5 separate regions of the Mus musculus genome follow, and all the other regions are linked to region 1. A link is a contact called in public HiChIP or PLAC-seq data. All regions are on one chromosome and are shown on one strand. The core of a region is the stretch at or near the end of the contact, and the rest is flanking DNA. Distances in the headings are between cores, read along the strand shown. Region 1 holds the start of Rrp7a (ribosomal RNA processing 7 homolog A (S. cerevisiae)). Region 2 overlaps Bik (BCL2-interacting killer). Region 3 holds the start of Ttll1 (tubulin tyrosine ligase-like 1). Region 4 holds the start of Pacsin2 (protein kinase C and casein kinase substrate in neurons 2). Region 5 overlaps Tcf20 (transcription factor 20).

What was found. HiChIP or PLAC-seq counts read pairs in DNA pulled down with a chosen protein or histone mark.
Region 2: an HNF4G HiChIP or PLAC-seq map of pancreatic cancer cells shows a contact between it and region 1. The contact joins the enhancer-like site here to the promoter of Rrp7a in region 1. A contact is called at or near these places in 1 of 484 Hi-C or Micro-C datasets (embryonic stem cells), 6 of 115 datasets of contacts at active chromatin or transcription factors (the 230-238 cell line, effector CD8 T cells, embryonic hindbrain and 3 more) and 2 of 9 other capture datasets (adipose tissue and liver).
Region 3: an H3K4me3 HiChIP or PLAC-seq map of bone marrow-derived macrophages shows a contact between it and region 1, with 2.8 times the contacts expected there. The contact joins the promoter of Ttll1 here to the promoter of Rrp7a in region 1. A contact is called at or near these places in 16 of 39 promoter capture datasets (the 3T3-L1 cell line, 3T3-L1-derived adipocytes, the SN4741 cell line and 10 more), 12 of 484 Hi-C or Micro-C datasets (Sertoli cells, cardiomyocytes, cerebellar granule neurons and 7 more), 12 of 115 datasets of contacts at active chromatin or transcription factors (bone marrow-derived macrophages, craniofacial prominence, embryonic forebrain and 9 more) and 4 of 9 other capture datasets (adipose tissue, liver, macrophages and 1 more).
Region 4: an HNF4G HiChIP or PLAC-seq map of pancreatic cancer cells shows a contact between it and region 1. The contact joins the promoter of Pacsin2 here to the promoter of Rrp7a in region 1. A contact is called at or near these places in 1 of 39 promoter capture datasets (liver), 2 of 115 datasets of contacts at active chromatin or transcription factors (embryonic stem cells and pancreatic cancer cells) and 3 of 9 other capture datasets (adipose tissue, liver and pancreatic islet).
Region 5: a contact with region 1 is called in an H3K4me3 HiChIP or PLAC-seq map of stem cell-derived neural progenitor cells, with 13 read pairs. The contact joins the enhancer-like site here to the promoter of Rrp7a in region 1. A contact is called at or near these places in 1 of 39 promoter capture datasets (liver), 1 of 15 datasets of contacts at CTCF or cohesin (the NIH/3T3 cell line), 2 of 115 datasets of contacts at active chromatin or transcription factors (embryonic basal ganglia and stem cell-derived neural progenitor cells) and 4 of 9 other capture datasets (adipose tissue, embryonic stem cells, liver and 1 more).

The regions. Positions count from the first base shown.
Region 1 is chr15:83,120,459-83,125,942 of GRCm38.p6, forward strand. It overlaps Rrp7a (ribosomal RNA processing 7 homolog A (S. cerevisiae)), which reads right to left and starts at 2,343. Exons shown (of 7, transcript NM_029101.4): 1 at 2,204-2,343; 2 at 1,374-1,516. The coding sequence starts at 2,276.
Region 2 is chr15:83,539,607-83,545,090 of GRCm38.p6, forward strand. It overlaps Bik (BCL2-interacting killer), which reads left to right. Exons shown (of 5, transcript NM_007546.2): 2 at 1,689-1,836; 3 at 3,459-3,557; 4 at 3,974-4,091; 5 at 4,527-5,029. The coding sequence starts at 1,694. The coding sequence ends at 4,619. It also overlaps the pseudogene Gm46495. Among named protein-coding and RNA genes, the nearest start is that of Mcat, 13 kb to the right of the region's middle. Within about 2 kb of position 2,450, at least 21 of the 459 cell types and tissues checked have an H3K27ac peak or open chromatin away from gene starts, as enhancers often do. A contact at or near this core is called in pancreatic cancer cells, where this site is marked.
Region 3 is chr15:83,507,573-83,513,056 of GRCm38.p6, forward strand. It overlaps Ttll1 (tubulin tyrosine ligase-like 1), which reads right to left and starts at 3,335. Exons shown (of 12, transcript NM_178869.4): 1 at 3,162-3,335.
Region 4 is chr15:83,461,335-83,466,818 of GRCm38.p6, forward strand. It overlaps Pacsin2 (protein kinase C and casein kinase substrate in neurons 2), which reads right to left and starts at 3,272. Exons shown (of 11, transcript NM_001159509.1): 1 at 3,125-3,272.
Region 5 is chr15:82,854,516-82,859,999 of GRCm38.p6, forward strand. Tcf20 (transcription factor 20) reads right to left here. Exons shown (of 5, transcript NM_013836.3): 2 at 1-2,769. The coding sequence starts at 2,733. Among named protein-coding and RNA genes, the nearest start is that of Tbrg3, 41 kb to the right of the region's middle. Within about 2 kb of position 2,321, at least 50 of the 459 cell types and tissues checked have an H3K27ac peak or open chromatin away from gene starts, as enhancers often do. A contact at or near this core is called in stem cell-derived neural progenitor cells, where this site is marked.

The sequences.
Region 1 (5,484 bases), core at 1,093-3,592:
ACATACCATCAATTTTTAAAAAAAGATTTACGTATTTTATGTATAGTAGTGCTCTATCTGCATGTACACCTACATGCCAGAAAAGGGCATCAGATCCTATTACACATGGTTGTGAGCCACCATGTGGTTGCTGAGAATTGAACTTAGGATCTCTGGGAGAATAGCCAGTGCCCTTAACTGCAGAGCCATCTCTCCAGCCCCAGTCTTGAACTTCTGATCTTCCTGTCCTCAAAATCTGATTTATGTGGTCCTGGGGACTGAACCCAGGGCTTCATAATATTAGGCCAGCACTCTGCCACTGAACTACACCATAATAATAATAATAATAATAATAATAATAATAATAATAAAAAATCCCATCAGGCACCGTGATTCATAGCTGAAATCCCAGAACTCATGGGATGTGTTGTGTCCATGTATGTGGGGTAGATATCTAGGAGTTCGAAGCCAGCCTTGACTACACAATGACTTCCAGGATAGCCAGGGCTACTACATTAGGAGACCAAGAAATAAAGAAAAAAAGGGGGTGGAGTGGGGCGAATCATCTCAAACTTAGCAAATCATGTCTCCTGTCATTTACATAATATGTAAGTCTGAGATGTAGAGAGCTGGCCTCTTTTGGAAATGCCCTGGGCTCTATCTCCAATACAACAAGTAAATAAACCTTTAAAAAAAATTTTTTTGAGCTTTTTCTGGTTTCTCTGGTTAGCCCTCACTGTCCTGGAACTCGCTCTGTAGACCACCAGGCTGGCCTCAAACTCAGAGATCCAAACTTGCCTCTGCTTCTGAGTGCTGGGATTAAAGCCGTGTGGTGGCACAGGCATGCAATCCCAGAATTCCAGAGGTAAAGGCAGAGGATCATGAGTGCAAGGCCAGCCTCACCTACACAGTGAGTAGGAAGCCAGCTCATGCTGCAAGAGACCCCGTCTGAAACAGAACTACAAATGTCATGCTTTCTGTAAAAAATTAATAAGTATGTCTAGAAAGAACTGCAGTGATTACTGTTAGACTTGTCTTTTAAAAATGAAAAACTAACAGACAAACAAATAAAATAATGGTTGGAAGGATAATTTCCAAACCAGGTGTGACCACTCATAACTGTAATGAGTTGAGACGGGGAGGGTGGGGAAGTACAGCAAGTTCGAGGCCAGCCTGAGCCTCAGGAAGTTCTGAACAGCCCAGGGAGAGGGGGACCCTGCCTAGACGGCGGCAGGGAGAAAAAAAAAAAAACAAAACATATTTTTATTCTGAAACTCCCAGTCTTTCAACATCCTCCACTGAGGGTTTTGTAGGAATTTCCATCTGACCACCAGGATTCTGTAGGGCCCGTGGCAAGCCCCCATTCACAACCCACTGGTCTACCAGACTCTTACCTGTGTGCAGTACGGGGGCACATTAAGGATAAAAAGGGTTCGATCGGGAGGCCATGTGGACTGGGTGCCTTGGCGAACTCGGTGCTGTCTCATGTAGAGGTAATGAGGAGCCTGCTGCTTTGCCGAGAACTTGACTGGAACAGCTAACAGGGGAAACGAGCGCAGGAGAGTTTGGGGTACCCTGAAAGGAGGTCTGTGTCTATGCCACCCAAGTTCCAATTCACTATGTCTCTTTCTAGCTCCATCGGCCCGCCTGTTCATCCACCCATCCACGGGAAGCTGGAGGGAAATGTATTCGGATAATCACCGCAGGAGGCTGAGGGGGCGGGCACAGTGTTGCGTTCTCGGAGCATCCGCTGTCTGACATCATCAGCCCCCCCCCCCCCCCCCCATAGCATGGGCTGCTCTGCTTGGCACACCAACTCTCTTCCCTCCACCCATTCTTCGTTTAGGGCTAACTCCCCCCCCCCCACCCCTCCTGCCGACTTAGCCCCACCTTCCCAGTTAAGTCTACACCAGTGGGATGCGAATCTCGGGGCTGGGAGGGCGACAGCTGCGGAAGCGCTTGTTAAAGAACGAGACACGAGCAGAACAGCGGATAACTAGCTTCTGAGGACGACGAAGCTGCAACGCTGGGCCTAGGACGCCTGGCGCCGCCTGGAGGAACCGCGCCCGAGCCCAAGGCCTTTCGGAGGAACAGCCGCGGAATCAGCACCCAGAGTCGGGGCGGCGGGGTCCTGCACCCCGATACCTGACGAGTTGCCAGGGCCTCTGCCACCTGCAAGCCACCTTCCCGCAAAATGGTGGGTCCCTGGCCCTCAGCTGCTCACCTGAATACCCCGGTGGGCTCGGTATGCTCTCCTCGTGGCCGCCAGCCTTCCGTTTCTTCCTGCGAGACACCATCTTGGCCAACTGGGAGCGCAGAGACGGCTGGGAGTTCCGTGTTCCGGCGCCGCTGCGTTTCCACGACGACGGCGTCACGCGGGGCCCCGCCCTCTCAGCCCTAGGCCCGCCTCCCGGGATCTTGCCCGGCCCTAAGATTTAGCCTTCCCTGTCCTATTGGGAAGTAGAGGGAGGCTGGAGCAATAAATGGAAAGAGCACTGGCTGCTCTTCCAGAGGATAGGGGTTCGTTTCCGATCACTCAAAAATTATCTGGAACCCAGTTCCAGGACACGTGGTGCACAGGCACACTCAACACATAATTTTTGTTTGTTTTTCGAGACAGGGTTTCTCTGTGTAGTTCTGACTGTCCTCACTCTAGACCAGGCTGGCCTCGAACTCAGAAATCCGCCTGCCTCTACCTCCCAAGTGCTGGGATTAAAGGCGTGTGCCACCACTGCCCGACTATAATTTTTTTTTTTCTTTGAGACAGGGTTTCTTTGTATAGCCATGGCTGTCCTGGAACTTTCTCTGTAGACCAGGCTGGCCTCGAACTCAGAAATCTGCCTGCCTCTGCCTCCCGAGTGCTGGGATTAAAGGCGTGTGCCACCACTGCCTGGCTTATTTGAGATTTTTTTTTTAAAGATTTATTTATTATTTTACATAAGTACACTGTAGCTGTCTTCAGACATACCAGAAGAGGGTGACAGATCTCATTACGGATGGTTGTGAGCCACCATGTGGTTGCTGGGATTTGAACTCAGGACCTCTGGAAGAGCAGTCAGTGCTCTTACCCGCTGAGCCATCTCACCAGCCCCCGACTATAAATTTTTAAAAAATAAATAGCATTCCGTATAAATCGTGGTGCAACTGGGATTTTGTGCAGTGAGATGCCATGAACAGTCAGTCTCTTTAGTTGAGAGAGCAAGGGGCTGAGAGGCCTGGGGTTGAAACTGTAAACAAAGAGTACTTGCTGGCAAGCCTGACATCTTGAATTACATCCATGGAAGATGAGAATTGTTTTCAGCAAGTTATCCTTTGACCTCCACACCCACTCCATGGCTTATGCCTCATGGCATGAGCTCTCTCCCTCAAGAAAATACTGTGTGTGTGCTGAGACAGGATTTCACCATGTAGCCTGGGCTGACCTGAGGCTAGCTATGTAGACTAGGCTGGGTTCAGTTTCACATGAGATCTGTCTGCCTCTGTCTCCTCCAGTGCTGGGATTAAAGGTGGACACTGCCACACATCACCCATGCTTGGCAGATTTTTTAAATTTTTACAAACTGAAGTGAGCCCAAATAAACTTTATCCATCTGGGCATGGCTTTAATCCTGGCTGAAGCAGGAGGATACTTGTGTGTTCATTAGGGTTACCGTTGCTGTGATGACACACGACTAAGAAGTAATGTGGGGAGGAAGGCTTTATTTCCAGTTTCATGAAACAGTTCATTAGAAGCAGCGAGAGCAGTAACTCCAGCAGGTCAGGAACCCTGAGGCAGGGGCTGATGAAACGTACTGACTTGCTTCTCGTAGTTTGCTCCATTGGATTTCTTAGAGACCCCAGGACCACCAGCCCAGGGAGGGCCCCACCCACAATGAGCAGGGCCTTCCCCCAACTAATCACTTATTAAGAAGATGCTGGCTCCCTACAGCTGGAACTCAGAGACATTTTTTCAGTTGCGGTTCCCTCCTTTCAGGTGACTTGCTAGTGTCAAGTTGACATATAAGTAGGTGTGAGGCCTGGTTTGCAGGAACAAGGGAGCTGTTGTCTCACTCTGGAGAACTTAAACTCCCAGGAATACTTTACAGTGTACAGGTGATCTGTGGCATCAGGAAAGTAGCTACTTGCTGACAGGGATAGAATAGTACTTGGAAAGGGACAGCCTGAGAAACCTTCCGCTGCAGCCCAGCCATGTGCTCAGAGGCTGTCATTGTGAGGTGGAAAGAGACACCTTCAACTCTGCACCCGCAAGAGCACTCCCAGCTAGCAAAGAAAGGGATTTCCTGCTCCCAGACAACTGCCTAGAAGTTTACCTTCCACACAGAAGCTGCTGCTACTGTGCTGGGAGGGACCAGAACCCCGTCAAGCTGGCCAGACCTGGCATTCTCGTGGTACTGGTGTATGTGACAAAGCTGGAAGGAGGCAAGGCTCATTCCACAGCGTAACCTTTATGGTGAAGCCTGGGCTGCATTAGAGACTCCAAGATGATAGAGACGTCAGAGGCATGGATATCTAATAGAAAGCTGCATGTGAGAAGTGGAACCAGCTAGGGAGTTGTTGCAGAAAGCAAATCTGGAGGGGCAGGGCTATCTAAACTCTTGGAATCCGAAGTCTCCTTCACTGCACATGGAGCCACTGGGTTTAGTGTTTGTACTGCAGGGTTTTGGTCCATGGGAATGTACACTCTTTTTTTTTTTTTTTTTTTTTCATTTTTCGAGACAGGGTTTCTCTGTGTAGCCCTGGCTGTCCTGGAACTCACTTTGTAGACCAGGCTGGCCTCAAACTCAGAAATCCGCCTGCCTCTGCCTCCCGAGTGCTGGGATTAAAGGCGTGCGCCACCACGCCCGGCTGGGAATGTGCACTCTTGAGTGTACTTTGGAAGTATATATAATCTCTGATCTTAAGAATTTACGGGCTGGTGAGATGGCTCAACGGGTAAAAGCACCGACCGACTGCTCTTCTGAAGGTCATGAGTTCAAATCCCAGCAAACCATATGGTGGCTCACAACCACCCATAACAAGATGTGACGCCCTCTTCTGGTGTGTCTGAAGACAGCCACAGTGTATTTACATATAATAAATCTTAAAAAAAATATTTAAAAAAAAAAAAGAATTTACTTTGAGGCTGGAGAGATGATTCAGGGGTAAGACCACTGGCTGTTCTTCCAAAGGACCAGGGTTTGTTCCCAGTACCTACAAGGCAGCTTACAACTGTAACTCCAGTTCTCCAGGCACCATCTAGTTCTCTTCAAGCATCAAGTATGCCCATACACTTGTGCACTTGCGCATGTATGCACATGCACACACACACACACAGAAATGTGTGTGTGGGAACAGCCCAGAGCCAACAAGCTAGCTCAATAGGTAAAGGTGTTTACCCTTAAGCCTGATAAAACTGAGTTTCAATCACAGAACCCATGTGGCAGAAGGAGAGAATAGACTCCCTCAGGTTGGCCCCTGACCACCACACATGGGTCATGAAATGTACAGACATCCAATAAATATAAT
Region 2 (5,484 bases), core at 1,200-3,699, 420 kb after region 1:
TGCAGAGTTGTCCTCTGACCTCCCCATGGCCAGTGTGGCATGTGTCCCCTTCCATCACACACACACACACACACACACACACACACACACACACACACACTGAGACTAAGAAAAGAATAAGTAAAGAAGGAATGAGGCTGTAGGTGTGGCCCAGTGGCACACACAGCCCTGTCCTGCGTGAGGTTCAAGTTCTGCCCCCAGTGGCACACACGGCCCTGTCTTGCGTGAGGTTCAGGTTCCGCCCTCAGGGATGAAAACAGTGAAACCCGCTAGTTGTGTTCTTCATAAAGTCAGGGCGAAGGAGTCGCTCTCCTTGGGAACTCACTTCAGTCTCTTTGTGGGCAGGGGTGCCTGGGCTTTCCTCTGTCCCCAAGGACAGAGCTGGGGTCCTTAGTATCTTCACTTCAGAGACCCAGGACTTGGTGATTTGCTGAGGCACACAGCCTGCGTGGAGGACTCTGGAAGGGCTGGGGGGAGGAGGAGTCGGGGAGAGTTGGATGACGGCCCAAGCAGCTCAGAGGAAATGGCCACAGAGGCAAGAAGGTTATTCTTAGATATGGGGCAGCAGAGTCTGACATATTTCCCCTGCCCTCATTACAGGGGACATGGTTCATGTTTCTGTCATAGATGGTCAAAGACAGAAAAGTGACAGTCACTTTTTCTACCTCATGGGAGCCTTCAGGCATGAAGACCTGGAGACATGAAGAACTTTTGTATATACACATGTTTTATGTGTGGGTATGCATGCATGTGTGTGTATATACACGTGTGTGCACACATGTAGAGGGCAAAGGTCAACATTGCTGTTCCCCCAGGAGCCATCCACCTTGGGTCCCCTCCCCCCGAAGATTTGATAATTGTATGTTGTATGCATATGTGTGTGTGTGAGAGTGTGGGTGCCCTTGGAGGGTGAAAGAGGGCTCTGAGCCCCTCCACCTGGAGTTTATAAGGGGTTGCGAACTGCCGATGTGGATTCTGGGAATGGAACTCTGTTCCTCGGCAAGAGTGGTACACACTGTCTCTACCTGATTAACCCGTCCCTCCAGACGTGACTTGGGTTTCTGAGACAGGATCTGGAAACTGGGACTCACTGATGAAATTGGGCTGGCTGGTCAGCAAGCCCCATGGACTCTGTTCTCAGCTCCACAGTCCTGGGGTTCCAGGCATGTAGTGCTGCACACAGCTCCTCCAGAGTCCTGCCTTGCATTCTGGAGATCTTAAGTCAAGTCCTCATGCTTGCATGGTAAGGACAAGCTTTTCTCCCAGCCCTTGGAGAAACTTGGTTTGATGCTCAGGTCTGCTACGGGGCAGTGGTGTGTAGAGCTATGGCTGGGCAAACAGCATTAGCAGGCTCTGGACAGACTGGGGTGGGGCTAGTGGGGAGTCTATTCAGAGTCTTTGAACGTCCTGATCTTCAAGGGACCAGGAAAGAGGACCAGAATCTTGTTGAAGCTTGGTGGCCTGCTTTGGGAAAGATAGCCCAGCTTATGTGAGCAGCCTGGATGGAAGCATCTCTGGTTTTTGTGACTCATTCTGGGACAGAGGAGGGTCAGGAACACTCATATACCAAGGCCTTGTAGTTCCCGGGGGCTTTCTGTGCCCCACATACCAAGCACTTACTATGGTCTGTAGCCACCGGTGCATAGTTCTGGAGATCTAGTCACGCTCTGCCTTATTTTATCCCACAGAACACATGTCGGAGGCGAGACTTATGGCCAGAGACGTCATCAAGACTGTTCCACACGACCAGGTCCCCCAACCTCCAGTGGCCTCTGAGACTCCCAGCATGAAGGAGCCTGTGAGAGACGTGGACCTCATGGAGTGCGTGGAAGGCAGGTAGGGCCTGACTGGACTCTCCACTGGACATGGGTTGGAACAGCACCTTCTATATAGAGGAGTGGGGGGAAGGGGAGTGGGGAGATAACAGGGCAAGGAGCTCCTGGAGGTCCCCCCACCCACACAGGGCTCCAGTGTGTTTCCTGGGTGTCGGGACCAGCACAATGCAGCCTGAACCTGGGCCATCTGGTTTCACTAGTAGAGGGCTTATCTGTTGTTGCCTCTGTGTCCAGAAGGCCAAGTCCCTCCCTGCTCAGGCTCTGAGACCCATCCTTCATTTCCCAGCAGAAAGAGAGAGCAGCCATACTGGCCAGGGCGAGTCCTTCTGCACATAGGCAGGTCAGCACAGGCTCTTCACGTGTACCCTCAGCTTCAGGGTTCTCTGCCACTCTGGTTGTGGAATCAGTGTCGCCTCACTTTCTGCTCCATTCCTGAGTGGAATGAAGCCGGGGACAGTGTTTTCCTGGGGGGTCTCTCAGGGAATAGGCGGGACTAAATCCGCTCAACTCGGTTGCCAGGCGACCTTCCAGGTTCCTTGAACCCTTGTGACCATCAGAATCAGGAAGAAACCTAGGACACTGGGTGTGTGGAACAGGTGGCTCTGGAGATGCCCTCTGTAGGGACTTTCCAGTGAGCTGCTGTGTCGCTGGTGTGGAATGTGTGGGCAAACCCCAGGAAGGGCTTAGCCAGGCTGGTTTCAGTGTGTGTGTGTGTGTGTGTGTGTGTGTGTGTGTGTGTGTGTGTGTGTTTGTGTGTGTATTCACCACACAAGTGTGTCTCCTGTTTCAATGGAGACTTTTTATTGTTTTTAAAAGATTTATTTTATGTGCATGAGTGCTTGCCTGCACGTATGTCTGTGCCCTTCGTACATCCCTGGTGCCTGCAGTACTCAGAGGAGGACGCTGTAGCCCTTGGAACTGAAATTACAGGTGGCTGTAAACAATCATGTCGTCTGCCTGAGCAACAAGTACCTTAGCTGCTGAGCTACCTCTCCAGCCCCTGAGATTTTCTTTAAATTGAAGGCACGTGCTACCAGTGTAGATGGTGGAGGGAATTGAATTTGGTTTACTGCTCTCCATCTGGAGAAGGTGCAGGCACCAGTGTTCTGAGACTGGGAACCAGGGACAGGTCTCCGGGAGCAGGATAGACTGAGACCCTATAGGAAGCCAACTGAAGGGGCTCCAAGCACACACACCCCACACTTGTTCTTCAATGTTCACCAGGTAGGCCCCTCCCCAAGATTCTCTAAAGGAAAGTTCCTGGAGTAAGCAGAAGTAAGCTGTCCCTGACTTCCGGGCAGGTTCACAAGACATCCCCTAGTACTTTTGTGTCTGACTTCCGCAAGAGGCAGACATGGGGTATAGGCTGGGATAGGTCTCAGTAGCCTGTGGTTTATCCTACAGGGGCACATTTGAAATGGCTCTTACTCATAAGTGCACCCATGGATAAGAGGGACACCGAGGAGGTTTGCTGCTAGCCCCCCCGCCCCGCTCCCTCCTTCCCCCAGTATCCCACTGCCTTCCTCTTGCTGGGTCCTGAATTCCATGGAAATTAGGCTGGGTGTGTGGTATGGCCTCCCCAGCATAACCACACCAAACTGCCTTATGTATGCCTTCCTGCAGAAACCAGGTGGCCTTGAGGCTGGCCTGCATCGGCGATGAGATGGACCTGTGTCTGCGGAGCCCCCGTCTGGTCCAGCTGCCTGGGATTGCTATACACAGGTAACCAGTTACCCAGGGTGAACCGGACAGGGCTGGGCCCCAAGGGAGCCCTGCAAACCTTGGAAGAGGAGTATGGGAGTTCTCAGGCAAGCTTGAAACCCCTTGCCTTCCAGCCCCCACGTGGGTCCCCCCAAATCCTCCCTCTGGCCTTAGCAGTAGATCAAGCACCACTCAGGGCCTTTCTTTTGCTTCTCAAGCTGAAGAGTCCGGAGAGATCCCGACTCACAAGGCCGTGTGGATCTGAGCGAGGCTCAGGGGCCTTCAGAGAGGCAGGTGCTCCTTGAGGGTGGCTCTGGGCAGAGAGAGAACCAGAGGCGCACAGGGGCTCTCTGTGGGCCATGCTGTAAGGGGTCACACGCGTACACTTCCAGTGCCTACGGCTATAGTGACCACCTTGCTCATCTCGTGTCTTACAGACTCGCTGTCACCTACAGCCGGACAGGTGTCAGAGGTATTTTCAGGAGCTTGATTCGAAGCCTCACCAACCTCAGGGAAAACATCTGGTCCTGGAGAGTCTTGACTCCTGGCGCCTGGGTAAGCACCTTGAAGCCTCTAGTCCATGTCTTATCCTTCCCATGGGGCAGCCAGCAGCTCCTTAGCTACGCTGTCTAGTTAGCCACAGTCTCCACCCCTCTCTAAAGTCTCTTCCCCACCTCTTGCCCCATCCCAGCAATCTGCTTGATTGGCTGGTGAACTGAGGGAGGTTCAAGTCCACACAGTGCCATCTGGCCCCTCCTGCAGGGAGCCTTCCTCTAAGAGAGAGGATGCTCTTGTCAGTCATGGTCTCTGGGTCGCCTCCCCTGCTCACCCCCGCGCCCCCCCCCCCACTGGCTTGAATGCCCAAGTTCACACTGTATCCCAGAACCCCCCAGTTGTGCATAGGTGCTTCTTCTGAGCCAGCCCCAAGAGCTGGCTCCTCACCCCAGGCAGTCCCTGGGTCTCACTCTCCTTTCCCTCTTGGTCCCGCAGGTGTCACCTGACCAGGACCCTGGGCAGCTGTTTCCGATGGTGCTGCTGGTCTTCTTGCTGCTGGGTGGGGCCTGGTATTTGCAGCTTCAGTGAAGTGCAGCTGGGGCAGGGCTGGTCCCTGCCCCCCAACCCCTAGAGGTGCCGGCACCCTAACTGAGGTGTTTTCTGACTGTCCCCCCCCCTTTTTATATATATATTTAACTCAGGATAGTGCTGAGATTTCATACAGGTTTTCTGGGTTTTTGTAAGGCAAATGAATTCACTGTACCTCAGGAGCATTACTGGCTAAGTGCCCCTGAGGCTTGGCTGGCCCTTCTTCTCTTGACCCCTGCTCCCTTCCTCTCTGCAGGCTGGTCCTGTGGCCATCAGTGGGGGGAGTGCTGGCCACACCCCTGTCTGTGAAGCCTTGAGGCACAGGATCTACTGGACTAGAGTCCTTTGGGGTGGAGAGTTCAATTAAGTGGTGTTTGCAGGCAAGTTCAATAAAATGTTTCCAGCCAGTCTCCCCTTAGGTCGTCCTCTGTGGGGCTGTTGCAATATTGGATGTAGATGGTGGAAGGAATTGAAAGTGACCTCTGCCCCCAGTCCCATTCACCATGCCTGCACCCAAGGGCCATAAGAATGCCCCCCAGAGCTTCCCATCTTCCTGAGTTTCTCTGTATAGCCCTGGCTGTCCTGGAACTCACTCTGCAGACCAGGCTGGCCTTGAGTGCAGAAATCTGCCTGCCTCTGCTCTGTCGTGCCTAGCTCCACTGTCCCTTTCTGCCTGTCACCTGATGGGGCAGTCTGTCCATCTCCTGTATGGGCAGGGGCAGCTCTCCAGAAGAGCTGTGGCGTTGGGCTGTGCTACACAAGGAACACCAAGGGAGGAGGGCCAGGCCTGCCACCACTAAGCTCTGGACCTCCCCCAGGCCAGGCCCATTATCTTTCTAGATCAACTGAGACCTCTACCTGGAAC
Region 3 (5,484 bases), core at 2,085-4,584, 390 kb after region 1:
ACAAAGCTTAGGTGTGATCCTGAAGGAGACAAATCAGGTTATCAGCTGTGTCCCAGAAAATCCCCTATGTCCATACAGGGTTCGATATAGCTCTGCTAGACAAACACACCGGCCTGATGGCCGTCCCAGTGTGACCCAGCTGGTTCTTGGACATCTGCATCAGGTGAAGCTACCAGCTCCTGGGTCACAGTACCAATGGTAAAACCAGTAGTCTGTTCAGGACCTGCAAGGCCAGCCCGGCCCTACCTGTGCCACCACCTCCTATTTGCGCCATCACCTCGGAGCCCATGTCTCCCAACAGCCCTTACTTCTGCCTCTCTCCAGCTCCTACTTTCTTCCATCCCCTATCTACCAAACTGAATGTCTAGAGCCTGTGTTCTTTCCGCAGATCTGGCCACTCCCAACAGTAGCTTTTCCTGACAGCCCATCTTCAATTCTCCAGACAGTGCCATGCTTTACAGCAGTCCCCTGCTGTCCACAGAGGAAGCACTCCAAGACCTTGCTTGATGCCTGAAAGTCTACATAAACTGCATTTCTTCCCATCCTTGCGCCTGTGACAAGCTTGTACATCTCCACTTAAGGAAAGCTCTTTCCAAACAGCCAGGATTGTCAGTCCTACACTTTGGGGCCCACTGTGGGTAAAAAGCACCCTGAGAATTCAAGAGGAAGAAGAATTACTGTTTCAGGCAGGACAAGGCAGCTGGAGGTTAATACTTCCGAAAAGTAATCACAAGGATGGACCACTTACAACACAGTAGCCATTAATTTCTTGGGGCTGGAGAGATGGCTCAGTGGTTAAGAGCACTGGAAACTCTTGTGCCCACACTGCAGCTTAAAACTGTAACTCTGTATCAGAGAATCTGACCTGTTCTGGCCTCCACATGCACTGCCAGCACCTGCCATACAAGCCATGTGTAAGCAAAAACACCCATTATTTTTAAAAGAATGAACTGTTTATTTCTAGAATCTTCTGAACTGAAATCATGGAAGGTGAAACCATGGATATGGGGAGTTACTCTCTCTGGCACACATATTGTGTGTTGGCTTAGTTTGGCTCTTACTCATGGTGTGGCTGGCCCATGGGCCATTACCAGCATCATAGCATCTCATGGAACTGGTTAGAAAAATGGCCTTTTGAGAGTGGGGTGTGGCTGATTGGTAGACCACTTGCCTGACTTACAGGAGGCCAGGGGATTCATCCCCAGCACAGGAAGAGGAAAGGGAAAGGGGAAGCCAGGGAGGAAGAGGGGAGACAGAGGCGGAAGTAAGATTGGGTCTTGCCTTCCCCCACCAGTGATGTTCTAACTCAGATGCTTTGGAGGACCCAGGGAGCTGTCAGATGATGCTTACACACGCTCAGCGTTGAAATCCATTTGTCCACTTCATGTATGTCTCAACTCAGACACGTCAGCACAGGACTATCCCCATACCATACCTCCTGCTGAATCCCCAGCCCCCAAACAGTGTCTGGCAGCAGCAGGTACTTAGTAAGTACCTGATGAATTGTGCCAGGCCTGGTGGCACCAGGTCTCTACTCCCAGCACTGGGGAGGCAGAGGCAGGCAGATCTCCATGAGTTCCAGGACAGCATGGTCTACCTAGTGAGCTCTAGGACTCCACAGAGAGACCCTATCTTAAAAACAACAACAACTAAAAAAAAATTAAAATAAAATAGGTTGGCAAGATGGTTAAGCAGGTAAAAGGGGTTGTCTTGCAAGTTTGGTGCCCAGAGTTTGATTCCTGGAAGGCACATAAAGGTGGGAACCAAATCTACAACGTTATCGTCTGACATCCATGGGCCATACGTAGTACAAGTGTGTCCACATATACATAATGATAAAAAATAAGTGGAGTCCTGCATGGTGGCACTGGCTTGCAATCCCAGTGCTTGGGAAACAGAGGCAAGGGGATCAAAAATCTAAGGTCATCCTCAGCTACATAGGGAATTCCAGGCCAGCCCGGAGCTACATGAAACCCCCAAATAAATTCCCTCTGTGGAGGAGCAGATAAGTGCTACTCAAGCCAGTCAGTGAATGAGAGGAAGCCCAGCCCTCCATGGTGGAGAAACCAGCAACAATCACCTATAAAGACCTGGCTTCCTAGGAACATGCAGAATGCGACTCGGGGGAAGATGGGCAGCTCAGAACACTTGCTTGTTGGAGTACTCCAAAGAGCTTCAACCTCTGCTGTGATCACAGCCGCAGACAGGAGTCAAGGCAGCCTTCCTAGGAACAGCAAGATGAGAACTCACCAGAGTCTCATCACCCTTCTGTGTCCAGCCTCAGAAAGCAAGGTCCCTGCTTCCCACACTTTGACATTTTTACAAATCAGGGTCAGTGACGTCACGACGACACCAGGATTCCCAGTATCTATATTCTTTTCCAACAAGCTTTCAATGAAAGGGGCGGGGGGAAGCTATCTCTAAGAAAATAAGACCTAAATGGCTGGAGAGATGGCTCAGCTGTAAGACCCAGTCCTGCTCTTGCGGAGGACATAAGTTTGGTCCTCAGCACTCAGCACACAACCTTCTGTATATAATTCCAGCTCCAAGGAGCTCCCATACGCCCTCTTCTGGCTTCCACCAGCACTTACACTCACGTGCACCCCCACCCCCACCCCCGCGCACTGAGACACAAACATATACACATAATTAAAAATTAAATAATGAAGACTATTTAAATAAAGAAAATAGTATATAATACTGCACATCCATGACCTCCACTCCTCTCCACACCACTGTAGGTAGACAGTGCCATGACCTAAAGTGGCTGTCTACTAGTATCTCCCATTCATTGACAGCACAGCAGGGCTTCTCTTTTTGTGCCGCCATATGACATCACTGTTTTATGCTCATTAAGTGTTTCCCAAACAAAGCCTGTTTTACCAAGACCAACTTGGTTTGCAAGGCTATACTTCCTGCGTCCAGTTGAGGACGCAGTCCCTGCAACACCCCCCCCCCACCCCACCCCGCCCGGGCTCCACAGAGGACCACAACTCCCAGATCCCCCTCCTAACAAAGAGGGCAACATCTCGGGTCGGTGCAGTCTTGCAGAGGAGCAAGTAGAGCAGCCTTGAGCTCCCCGTACAGGTGCGGCGCCCCCCAACCTCCCCCAACAGATGCCACCTCAAACAATACAGGCTGTGGATGCACTGAAAGCCTACCTAGAATAGCCGGTAAGAAAGATAATGATGCAATTACAGCAGTTGAAGGCACAAGGCAAGTCCCAGGATATCAACAGAGAAAACGACGTTGAGCAGCGGAGACACGGACTGGGTAGCAGAAGCTAAACCGCCCGGATCCTTCACGGGCAAGCCCGCCTGCGCGTGCGCAATCTCCACGCGCGGCCACGCCCACGGCGCACAAGACCCCGCCCGCCCGTCCTCTCTACTGCAACCAGTCCGCCTTGCTCACTCCACTTCCGGAGAGGTGTCCTAGCAACCGAGAACGCGAAAACCGCTGGCGCTACTGCTTCCTGATTATTTTTTCTGTCCATGGTTGTGACACCTTCTTTCCTGCCTCGGTATTTTTCTGCGAGTTATCTATCCACCGCTTAGAGGCTAGAAAGCGCAAGGTATCCTATCCGCGCACCCTTCAGGGCCAGAAATGAGAGTTGTAAGGGCCAGGGCCAGCGGATAAAGGTGCTTGCAGCCAAGCCTTATCAGCTCAGTTCGACTCCCGGGACCTACATATGTGATGGATGGAGAGAACAGATACCTACAAGTAGTCTTTTGATCTCCACTCGTGTGCCATGTTGAACGCACCCCCTCCCCACGCCCACACACAATAAATGTTATTAAGAAATTAGTGAAGCCGGGTAGTGGTGGCGCATGCCTTTAATCCCAGCACTTGGGAGGCAGAAGCAGGCGGATTTCTGAGTTCGAAGCCAGCCTGGTCTACAGAGTGAGTTCCGGGACAGCCAGGGCTACACAGAGAAACCCTGTCTCGAAAAACAAAAACAAAAAACAAACCAAAAAAAAAAAAACCAACAAACCAAAAAAAAAAAGAATCTGGAAATTGGCTCAGAGGTTTAAAAAAACGTGCTGTGTTATTGCATAGGACCCACGTTCAGTTCCCAGCACCCATGCCAGGCTCCCCACAACCACCTGCATGTAACTCCAACTCGGGATCAGAAACCGGAAGCCAATGGCCTCCATGGGCCCCTGCACACATGTAAAAAACATTCGTGCACACACGCATGATAAAAACATAAAAATAGGACTGGAGAGATGGCTTGGCAGTTAAGAGCACTGACTTCTCTTCCAAAGAAGGGCAATACCCAGCACCCACATAGTGGCTCACAACCTTCTGTTAACTGCGCATATGGTGCATTGAAATATGTGTAGGCTAAACATACACACACACACACACACACACACACGAATAAAATTTAAAAATGAAAATTAAGTCCAAAAAAAAAAAAAAAAAAGACAGGATACAAGATGACAGACTGAGCTAGGCATCTGGAGGCCAAGCAGGTGCGGGGCAGGGTTAGCCATTGTCTCCTACTGACACTCCACTTTGCCATCCAGAAATCAGAGATGACGATTAACTCGTGTTTCTGAAGTTGTAATGTAATGTGAACATTTCATTCGGCATGTAGTGACAACAAGGGGCCCTCCCAAAGGATTTGAAGCATTTGTCCAGACGGTATGTTTTGTTTTGTTTGTTTGTTTTTTGTTTTGTTTTGTTTGTTTGTTTGAGACAGGGTTTCTCTGTGTAGCCCTGGCTGTCCTGGAACTTACTCTGTAGACCAGGCTGGCCTCGAACTCAGAAATCCGCCTGCCTCTGCCTCCCAAGTGCTGGGATTAAAGGCGTGAGCCACCACGACCGACTCAGACAGTATGTTTTATGTGTGCTGAGCTGCTGTGTCTCTGTGTGTGCGTGTGTGTGTGTGTGGGGACCAGAGGCCATTTCAGGTGTCTTTCCTGAGACACAGGCTGTGTAGTTCCTGAGCGGAGCACCACAAAAGCCTCCGAGGCACAAAAATCTTCAAAGCAGCAACAGGCTCCTCCCACGGCTGCCACTGTACACTGTCCCACAGGAGCTGTCCAAAATGACGTCTCCTATCAAAATGGTGACACCACAACATCTCCTCAGCCTGCTGCTGTCCGGGGAGCTGCAGGAGCTGTCCACGGTGACGAACCGCCTTCTCTGCACCCTTCAGGTGCCATCCAACTGATACACTTTTCCTGCCTCAGCCTACTGCCAGCATGAGGAGCTGTCCCCGGTGGCAACCCCTTCTTCCCTGCATCAGCCTACAGCTTTCTTGAAACACCACAGCAGGCAGAAGCTGTTCCACAGGAGCTGTCCACAGTGGCAGCACCTCTTCTCCAGCCTCCACCCCTCCCCAGCATCCCCGTAGAGATGGCACCCCAGCAAAAGCCAGTTGCAGCCAGGAAGGACTTCCCACCCTAACCCATGGGCCAAGGGAGAGAAATGGGGGTGGAAAAAAAAAAGCCACTAATCCCCAGCAGGAAAACACAC
Region 4 (5,484 bases), core at 2,022-4,521, 340 kb after region 1:
TCTGGATGCCAGCATGGGTTTTTTTCCATTCGGTTCTGCTTCCTTGGTGGTGGATGCGTTGTTGGCATCGTAACTATCCTGGAATGTCCTTCTAGAAGTGTTTGTCCACACAAGGACTGTTTGTCCTCTGGAATTTGAATCCCTAAACACCCTTCTGTCCTGAGTATGAAGACCTTGTTTGTTTGTTTAGGTGTTTTTTAACCTTTATTTTTTATTTTATGTGAATGGGTATTCTGCCTACACGTGTGTCTGTACACCATGTGTGTATGGGATCCCCAGGATCTGGTATAATGGGCAGCTGTGAGCTACCATGTAGGTGCTGGGATTGAACTCAGGTCTAACTAGTGCTCTTAACTGGTGAGCCACCTCTAGTTCCCTTTTGTTTTTTTCTGTAACCTTTTTCAGAGGAGAACATTTATAGGATTTGAGTGTTTTGGGCAGTCCAAACTGGCCTCAGACCAGAGATTTCCCTGTCTCAGCCTCCCAAAGGGTAGAATTACAGGCAAGTGCACAGTGGGAGAACTACTCTGTGTGTGCACCTGTGTGCAAGTGCAGGACAGAGTTTGATGACTGTCCACTTTATTTTGCATTAGAGTTCTTAATTTTATGCCATGGCCATTTGCCTGTATGTATGTATGTAAGTGCACCGTGTACAAACATGCCTGGTGCCTCAGAGGTTAGCAGAGGACACAGGATCCCCTGAGACTGCAGTTACAGGTGGTTGTGGTACCACGTGGGTGCTGTGACTCAAACCCAGATCCTCTGTAAGGATCTTACAGCTCTTAGCCACTGAGCCATGCCCCGTCCTCACCTTATTTTTTGCTGGGGGTTCAAGCGCAGGTCCTTAGGTTTGCACATCAGGTGCTTCACTGACTGAGCATCTCCCAGCCCCGGGAGACCTGTCCTTGTTAAGATGGCCTCTAGTCAGCAGACAGCACAGCCATCTGGATATTAAAATTCGGGGGCAGGGGGAGGAAATAAATCCCCAAAGAGCCATTCCAAAGACCACCAGCCACCGTTGAGATCCATCGGGGACAAGTTCAGGCCCATTTAGACATCGGGTCTACTTTCAGGTGTGAGGAGGGTGTGCAGAGGCCTTAAAGGACTCTGCCCCTAGTATACAAATCGACTGCATACCTCAGCCCTGCCTCCCTCTGCTGCCTTCAGGTATGCAGCTGTAGCTCCCAACTGGAAAAAAACTGAGCAGGCACTTCGGCCCATGTGAACATGATTATTACCTACATAATCTAAAGGGTGGCTTCCAGGAAGCCAGGTACAATGGGATGGTAGATAAGGCAGGCCAGAGTCAGCTGAGCGGTTGGTTTCAGGTGAAGCTGGCCATAGAGCACTCACGTATGCTTCACACGATGCCACAACAGTTAGCAATTTTATTACTGTTATTTGATAGTCCATAACATCCGTAACAACCGAGTGATGACCCCCCCCCTTTCAGAACCAGGAAGCCTAAGAATCAGGCCTTAACCCATCAGCATGGACTTTCAGGTAAAAGAAAAGAATAAAAAGATTAAGGGTGGCCAGGTACGGTGTAATACACCTTCAATCTCAGCCCTCAAGAGGCAGGGGCAGGCAGATCTCTGAAAAGTCCAAGCCAACCTGGCCTACTCAGTGAGACCCTGCGTCCAAAACAAACCCCTTAAAACTAAGGGCAACCCCCTATCTTCCCCCTAGAAATGCCTGGCCATTAGAAACCTGTACTGGCACTGAGGACTACGGAAAAGCCAATGGCACCTCTCTCTACCAGACAACATGGAAACTTAGATGTGTTTCTTACATACACACACTTTTACACTAATTATTATGGTTGGAAATAACAAACCCTAGCTCCCCAAACAGCATGAACTAAAATACCATTTCTAGTCCAATGAGTCTTTAAAAATCCTGCACAGAGAGAGCAGATCTAATCAGTCAGCTACTCCTCTGTGCTCAGCTACTTTCCCAAGTAATAAATATCCATCAGCCCAATGATCAGTTTCTTTAAAGCCTCTAAACTGCACACATCACACAAGTTTTTCATGTAGTGGCCTCACGGCTAAAGTAGCATAGCTTCACCAAGGAGACTGCCAAACTCTACAGTTCAGTGTAAATGCACAGACTAGAGTGTTCCAGGAAAGTCAGGAGAACCCCCAACTACGCTAACTCTCAAATCCGGACTTCTGTGGAAAAGTGAATCTGAGCGCCCAGGGACGGAAGAGGGAGGCTAACACAGAACCCAGTTCACCTGGCTGATCCCTTCACCAGGGGCTCCAAGCTGACAATCCCAGAGGTGCAAGACCAGAACTTAAGCAAAGTGGAAAACCTGCAGGGGGTAGGAAGGTGTGAGCTCACGTCCACAACTCGGGATTAAATAGATTTACATCAGGACAGTGCAGAAGTGTTTTTGCTAAACCGCTAATGAGTAGCCCTGGAGACTGTCAGCAACCTACTCCCCCTTCATCACTAAACCTAAGGACAGCTGCGGTCAAGGGAAGCCGACAAGGGCCAGGGATGGTGCACACAGCCCGGACCAAAACTATCTTCCCTCAAGGGGCCAACAAGAACGCAGCACCCCTGGGGCGTGTCTACTTCCAGGTCTAACCTCTAAGGCCTTGAGATCCCTAGCCAGCTCCTCTGGATCCACTCCTGGAAAAAAAGAAAAGTGGACCTTCTCAGAGGGGGTCCGCAAGCCTGGGGTCTTTGGGAAGAGAAGAGAACGCGGCTCTAGAGCCCCCACGGGAGGTAGGAGGGAATTGACGATTCGGATCCACTGAGTCTCGAAAACTATGAAAGTCAAAAAGGACAGCATGCAGCCTTTCCTGTCTCGCCTCACACCCCTAGTTCGTGTTCACCGGTCAGGCTTGGCTCTCACCACGGCGGTCACAGAGTGTGGGGAGGACGGAAATGGAAGGCAAGAGTCTGCAAAGCGCCCCATGAGTGCGTCCGCGTGGGACTCGTCCGCTCCGGCCGCCCTTCGGGCCTCCCGGGCTCCGCCCGCCGGCGCGTGGCCCCCCGCGCGCGGACTAGAAGTTTCGAGCGGCGCGGCCCCGCGCGCTCGGCCCCAGCGCGGCCTGACAGGGGTAGGCGCGGCCACCGACCCGTGTCCCAACCGTCGCGGCGCACCCCTCACCTCGGCCGCCGTTCGCCTCGGGTCCCACTGAGCACGCCGCCCCGGCCGGGCTGCGACTCCGACCCCTTCCCGTTCCGCTCCAACCGAGCTCCCCGGCCCTGCCCAGACCCGCCGCAGCCGCTTCTGCCGCCAGCCGCGACCGCGCCGCCCCCGCCGCGCCCGCTGTGCTCGCCCTATTGGTTGCCTGCATCCAGACCCCGCCCTTCGGCCCAGCGGCGCTCCAGATTGGATAGTCTAAAGCGGAGGCGGCACGCCCCCCCAGAAGCTAAAGGAACTACCTTGGGCTAGCATTAGCGGCCTTTCCTGTCAGTCAAACGAGGAGCTACTACTTAAGCCGCTGAGAGGCCAACACGGGTCACTCCCTGGGAGACGCCCAAAGGACCGGGACTAAAGGACTTTTTTTTAAAGTGGGCCAGAGTTTTGTGGTTTCCCTAGCACCCAGAACAACTGCGGTCCCTGATCTATAATTCAGATAAGGTGGACTTTGAGAAAGTTTCCTCGGATCTGGAGAAATTGCTACTTTTCTAGAGGACCCGGATTCCATTCCAAGTACCTAGTACGTAGAGGCTTACCCTGATCTGAAATTCCAGTTGGAGGGTTATCTGTCTGACGCCCTCTTCTGGCCTTTGTTGGTACCAGGCACGCACGAGGTACAGACATGCTAACACTCATACACACAATTTTTTTTTTTTTTTAAAGAAAGTTTCCTCCAAGCCAGGGATGGTGGCGCACGCGTTTAATCCCAGCACTCAGGAGGCAGAGGCAGGTGGATCTCTGCGTTCATGGCCACTGTGGTCTACATAGTGTGTTACAGGCTAACCAAAAACACAAAAAAGAAGAGGAAGTGGGGTGGAGAGACTTCCCTCCAGAGGATGCCGATATGGCCATCAGAGCACCAGACAATATACAGACTTTCTGCTTCTCACATAGCGCTGCCAGATAGGAGGTTGGCCCTATGAGCAAAGAGAAATAATGAGCCAAAACGGCTAATACCTCGCTGAGCACTACCTCACACAGTCCCGGCCAGGAGGACAGTAAGCGATGCGTGGGTGAGGGTCTGAGAAACTGACAGCAGGTAACTTTCTGGGAACTGTATGGAGTAAAGAGTAAATGGTGGCAGACAGTGGCTAGTGTCTGTAATCCCAGTACTCAAGAGGCGGATACAGGAGAATGGCTGAGAGCTCCAGGCAGCCTACGCAACCGAGTAATTGGAAGAAAGAAAGAAAAAAAGGTAAGGTCAGCCTGGAATATATAGTAAGACCCTGCCTCAACCTCCCTGCAAACAAAACAAAACAGAAAAGGCAGATGTAGTAGGTAGCACTTGGAAGGTAGAACAGGAGGGTCAGGAGTTCAAGGTCATCCCCAGCTACACAGGAAGTCCAGTTTTCAGGCTGGACATAGTGGTACCTGCCTGTAATCTCAGCATTTAGGAGGTAGAGGCAGAAAGATCAGGAATTCACAGTCATCCTCAACTGCATAGAGAGTTCAGGTCAGCCTAAGCTATATGAGACCTTGCCCCTCCCCCACCCAGAAAATATAAAATAACCTCCCCCACTCATATCCTTACAGTGACCAACATTTTCAATATGTATTTATTTATGTATTTATTTAATTACCCAGAGGCTAGCTGTATTGCCTGTAAAATACCCTTTTAACAATGATGTCTGTGACTCCTTCAAGAAAAAAAAAATCATCTCAGTAATTCCAATGTCTAGAAGTAGAGATAGCCAGGCATGGTGGTACATGCCTTTAATCCCAGCTCTCAGGAGGCAGAGGCTGGCAGAGCTCTGTGAGTTCAAGTCCAGCCTGGTTTGCATAGTGAGATTCAGGACAGCCAAGGCTACATATCCAGACTCTGTCTCAACAAAACAAAACAAAAGAATACAAGGTGGGGGGGAGCAGCTGGCAAGTGTTCGGTGAACCTAGCAAAGACAAGGGGCAACAATATCAAACACAGTGACATTTTTACTGTCCCAAGGTGGATAGAATATGACAGAGAGCAAAGACCTCCCAGAAAGCAATGAGCTCTACAGGGAGAAAGAAAGGGGTTCCTCTCCACTGGAGCACTTCAGGCATGCAAGAATCGAGGAGATATGGTAGGGAGGGTTGCTTGGCAGCAAATGGCCACTCCACCCTGCAAGTTCCTTCCCTTCTTTGGGGCTTGATTTTCTCCACTTTAAAACAGAAGTCCAGGAAAGACCAGGACTAGTGAGCCTGCCGGGCTCTCAGGGTGGCCAGTGGCTGCTGACCTTGTCTCAGGGTCTCTCTCGTCGATGAAACTGCTTCCACTTGTATTTATTTTCCTTATTTATTTTGTTTGAGGCAGGGTCTCACTACAGACCAGGCTGGCTTCAAACTCA
Region 5 (5,484 bases), core at 1,071-3,570, 270 kb before region 1:
AGCCCCTGGGTCCCTGACAATCTGTCTTAGTGGGGATATATCACAGATTACTGACCTCCTTTCAGAAAGGGAGCCTCCAGGCTCATGGGCTGATGATGGAGGTTCTATCTCAAACTTCCTGGGAATGGGATAGTCAGACAAATTGATCTGTTTCATTTCAGGAGCTGTGCTGCTTGACTTCCTTTCCCATGGTCCCCAGTGGGGATTTTCCAACAGGGATCCAATACTCTTGTTCAGAAGGCCCCTGCTAGCTAATTCATTGGTTTGACTGACTAAGATGTTAGGCCTTGCAGTTCCTTCCAGGCCACTAGCCATCCCTTGATGTTCCTGTGCGCTTCTAGGATACCTTCTGTCAGGATGGTGGTGGTAGCCCTGAAGCACTTCCTGTAGAAGACTTGGGAACTTCTCATTTCTACCCTTTCGCTCTCCATGGCTGCCAAAATCCCCCTTTTCTTGTCCTGAAGGATACTGAGGATAACCACTGACATTTCGTGGTACAGCTGACCCAAAACTCTCTTTGTAACTATAGCGCAAACTTCCAGGAGACTTGCTAGGCTCAGTCCTGCCTGTGAAACTTGGGCCTACTGCGGAGTGGCTACTCGGGCCATTCCCCTCTCCATTGTGGTTAGAGCTATTATTATCACCATTCTTGTTTCCTTTGCTCCCTCCTCCTGGAGGATCTGGCTGTGGAAGTGATGTGTGGCTGATTTCCTTTACGCCACTATTGCTAGGTGGTCTCTGACTGGCAGCAGGATCATCCTCCTGGGAGCCTTTATCTTGTCCACCAGATTTTTCTACCCGACCTGTCATGGCTTCTCGGGAGACAATCACCCCAACTGTCTTCTCATTGACTTTTGTGTTCCCCTCAGATGACAGTGATGTGTCCTTAGCACCTGGAGAGGCAGCTTCGTCCCTAGTTGCAGGACTGGTACTGAGCCTAGGGGCCTCATTCTGAGCACCTTGTGTTGGTGAGGAGCCAGCTTTCTCTGAAGCGCCACACTTATAGGTGGTGTCAGAGCTAGTGCTCTGGCCACTCAGTTGCCTCACCCTCTCACCTTGATCTTCTGAACTACTAGAGCAACCTCCATCCAATGACTCAGCCATAGGGGACTTTAGTTGTTCTTCAGGCTGTGAGGAGCCTTCTGAGTTTGTACAGCTATCTGCTTTCTTAGATGATGATGAGGGCCTCTTAGACGTCTTCTTCTGAGGTGTCAAAGCATCAGAAAGTAACATGTGCTGGACAGTATTAGGAAGATTGGCCACTTGACTACTCAAAGCACTCAAACTACTCAACCCAGGATCAGTCAGCCGCTTTTCCGGCACCCCTTCTAATCCAAATCCTTTGAATCCTGCAGCATGAGAGTTAGGACTGGGCATCATTGATGGAGTTGGACTGAGCTGGGGCATTAGCTGTAAAATTCGGTTTCTGGAACTCATGGGCACATTGCCTTGCCCACACTGGAGATTCTCACCACTCTGCATGAGAGGAGAAGGTGTAGAGCTACAGCTTGGAGACTGAACCACAGAAGCAGCTGGAGAAGGGTTAGAAATAGGGCTGAAATTCTGGTGGAACTGCATGGGAGACCTTACAGGAACCTCAGGCTGGTTGTACTGCCCAACCTGGCTTTGCAGAGGCATCTTGGTGGCAGCATTTGTGTACTGCATCACATGCTGGGGAGGATGTTGCTGCTGCTGCTGCTGTTGCTGCTGTTGCTGCGGCTGCTGTTGCTGAGGTTGTGGTTGCTGCTGTTGCTGCTGCTGCCCCTGCTGGTTTCCTGGTGGAATCTTTGCCTGTTCAAAATTTTTCATAGACTGAGGTTGATAGCTATAATTTGATTGTGTTCCATAAGCCTGTGCATTAGAACCCACATTATGCCCTTCATACTGAGATCCAGCATTCACACTGTAACTGCCATCATAGCTTTGTCCAGACTGACTGAAACGCTGTGGAGAAGGGAAGGAGGAGGAGGAAGAGGAGGAAGCAGAAGACTGGTAGTGCTGTCCAAACTGACCTACTCTTAACTGATAACCAGCAGAAGATGGCAGAGTTGAGGGCCGCTGCATTGGTTGTAGATGCGATGAGCCAGAGGCTGGCTGTCCAGTGGTTTGTGGCAGAGGCTGATGGGATTGGTAAAGCTGTTGTCTCAACTGCTGTACTTGCTGCTGCTGTTGCTGCTGCTGCTGCTGTTGCTGCTGCTGCTGCTGCTGCTGTTGTTGGCTAGAGGCCTGCTGTTGATACTGAGCACTCCCAGGAGAGAAAGGCCCTGTGTAATCCTGCTGATAATGAGACACACCACCAAGGGCAGAGTGCTGTGCTTGAAATTGGCTCACATGACCCTCACTCGCATACTGATTGCCAAAGCTGCTCCCCTGGGGAGGTCCATAGCTCTGTACAGGCCCAGAAGGCCTTCGCTGAGGAGGCTGTGGGGTTCCTGCTGCCACTGTGTCTTTGTTGCCTGCCATGTAGTAAAAATCTCCAGCTTCTTTCCTGAAACCCTGATAGCCTTGATGGCCAGAGGTCTCACTAGCCATTGCTGCCGCTGCAGCAGCTGTTCCTCGTCGACCGCTACTGCTGCTGCCAGTGCCACTACTACCACCACCTGCTCCCCCAAAATTCTGGAACATCTGGGCCTGGCGAGGGCTGAACTCTTCTATGCGGGATGAGCTGTGCACCTCCTGTGGGTAGCTCTGCTGGTTTCCGTGGTAACTGCTTTGCTCCCGAAACGACTGCATACTGTTCAGCAGCACAGCAGCAGGCCAGCAGCCCTCCTAGAAAGGGAAAAAAAGAAAAAGCATGAGACATGCATCTGCTTGACACAAAGATCAAGCCTAGATAAATAACTCAGTGACCAGATAAAGCTGATTGCTTAAATTCCATCTCCTTTTTCTATCAATTTCTAATAATGCAAGTAAGCAGATAAATGGTCTAAAGAATGAAGGAATCTGTAATACAACAAAGAAAATACTAGGAATACACAAACACATTCAATATAGTCTTTAAAAACTTCATTAGATAAATGAGTCTTACAAATTCAACTGGAGTAAATATTGGAATGTTATTACAAACAAAGACATTTTTTAAATAAATCTTTAGTTACTGTGGGGTGACAAAAGCTCTTTTAATTTAAGCTGAGGAGCCTCAGATAATGACGGAGCAGTTGTTTCAGGAGGTGTCCAAGACTACTCCAATCACTCCAAGACAAAGACCCATCCTGAGAACCAAAGCTAGTTCCTCAAAATCGCCTGCTTATGGTGACTAGTGACTCTGGGACACTCAACTTGGTATTACTATGGATTCCTTATACTGTAGTCACCTATAAGTCAGATCTGACTGCTTCTTGACATAAAATTGTCTTCAAAGTACCTCTCTTGACCACCTAATTCAGAGCCACCAAGAGCAAGAGACCACAAAAGAGTAGTTATAAGGTCCAGGACTTTGAGTCTACACATTCCAGTCCCAGTTGTGGACTGTTCTCTCCAGCCTGGTTTGGAAAGCTGGTGACCTCACTTTTATTGAAAACTAGTATTAACTTTTGTTGTCTTTCTGTCATCATCTAAGAGCATTATTCTCTCCAATGCATTCGGTTTTTGGTTTTGTTTTGTTTTTTTTTAAGATTGATTGATTGATTGATTGATTTAATATGAGTACACTGTAGCTGTCTTCAGACACTCCAGAAGAGGGCGTCAGATCCCATTACAGATGGTTGTGAGCCACTATGTTGTTGTTGGGAATTGAACTCAGGACCTCTGGGAGAGCAGTCAGTGCTCTTAACTGATGAGCTATCTCTCCAGCCCAGCACCCAGTTCTTTAAAGAACCCTCGATGCCTCAGGAAAAAACTTTCTGCTGGGATGTCTCCATGGAAGTAGAATCCTGCCATTCCCCACCTGATGTAGTCCCACCTTTCTGACATTGTCATTAGGTTATTTGTGTTGTCTGTTACACTACAGGAGAGTATGACTCCAGGTAGAGGATACAGTAACAGGTCATGAGTTTTGATTCTGGGAAAATGTTTAATGCATTAGTACAAAACCCACAACAATTAAGACAAGGAATAAGGCTGTGTTGCTCATTAATAATTCTTGCCTAGAAGAGAAACCCAGCTGGAAATTACCCGCTGAGCCATCTCACCAGCCCTCTCCAACCCAATCTTTTCTCCCCCAAAGACCCCTGAAGAATCTTCAAGAAAGTTTCTACCTTTCCAAGTAGATTTAGCTATTGCTATTGATCTATTGCCAGAATGACAGAATACATTCCTGTTTAAACAACAGCAAAAAAGTTTCAGTCCTCAAGTTAATAATTCTATTTAGACCCCCTGTGAGGATATACTAACTGACCTCTAGGCTCCGCTCCACAGAGAAAACAGACAGGCTCTACCATCCTCTGGCTTCTGGACCAGTTTGGAAGTAGGGAACAAAATTTACTCTCCTGGCCCTGACTAGGCAATTTTTGAGGCTGGTAAAGACTCTGCTAACAAGCTCTGTCAGATGTTTGGCAATTTAAACATTTAGCCATTTTCTCTGAGCTCGGAAATTACTTCTTGCCCTTAAGCTCAGGAGGTATTAACAACTCCCCATGAATACCAGGCCAGAAGATGCTAATCTCCCAGTTTGGTTATCCTTCTGCATGGCTGTCCACATCCCTTTCTACATGCTCAGCAGATCAGGAGCTGGAGCTGGGGCTGGGAGTGGTACTACAGGGGGTTAAAGTGTACAAAGAGAGACTAGAAAGAAGAAAAAGAGAGGCTGATATTCCCTGGAGGCAACTGCAGCTGACACAGACTCCCAACAGCTCCCCCACAAACTCCCAAGAATATGTACTATGATGACCAGATCATCAACAGCCTGACAGGCTTTCCCAATCCCGGTTCTTCCCATATTGAACCAATCCTTATTCTTATTGGTATTACAAATAAGTTTTAATAAATTCCTTATACAAATTATTCATAGAATACAAAGCTTCTCTTCTCCTGAACAAACTAGAAATGCAATTAAATGCACCTCAAGTTACCAGTTTTAATGTGCTATTTGTTTTCTACTGGGACACTGATTGATAGATAAAGTACTCTCATTCTCAGAATTTCAGAGTACCCTATTATGAGTTGAGGAGTGAGAAACACTTATTTCATACAAAATGGTATACAACATGGACTAAAAAAGAAACACGGGATGTCAGACAAAGTACATAGCAACACTGCAAGAAATACACTAATTTCAAGAGTAGCAATCAGGAGATAGGCAATGAACCAGAATGTGGTACAGTCAGCAGAACTCATTAACCATTACAGCCAGGGTTCCCATGTAATAATATAATACTAGGTGGTGCCATTTGTAGAAGAACTCGTTTCTACAAAGACAACATGTATTTATTCTAACAAAATCAATTTATTTTTACTTCTGGGAACAAGGTCTCTATTGTAATGCCCAGGCTGGCCTCAAACTCACAGCAATCCTCCTGCCTCAGCATTTTGAGTACTGAGATTATA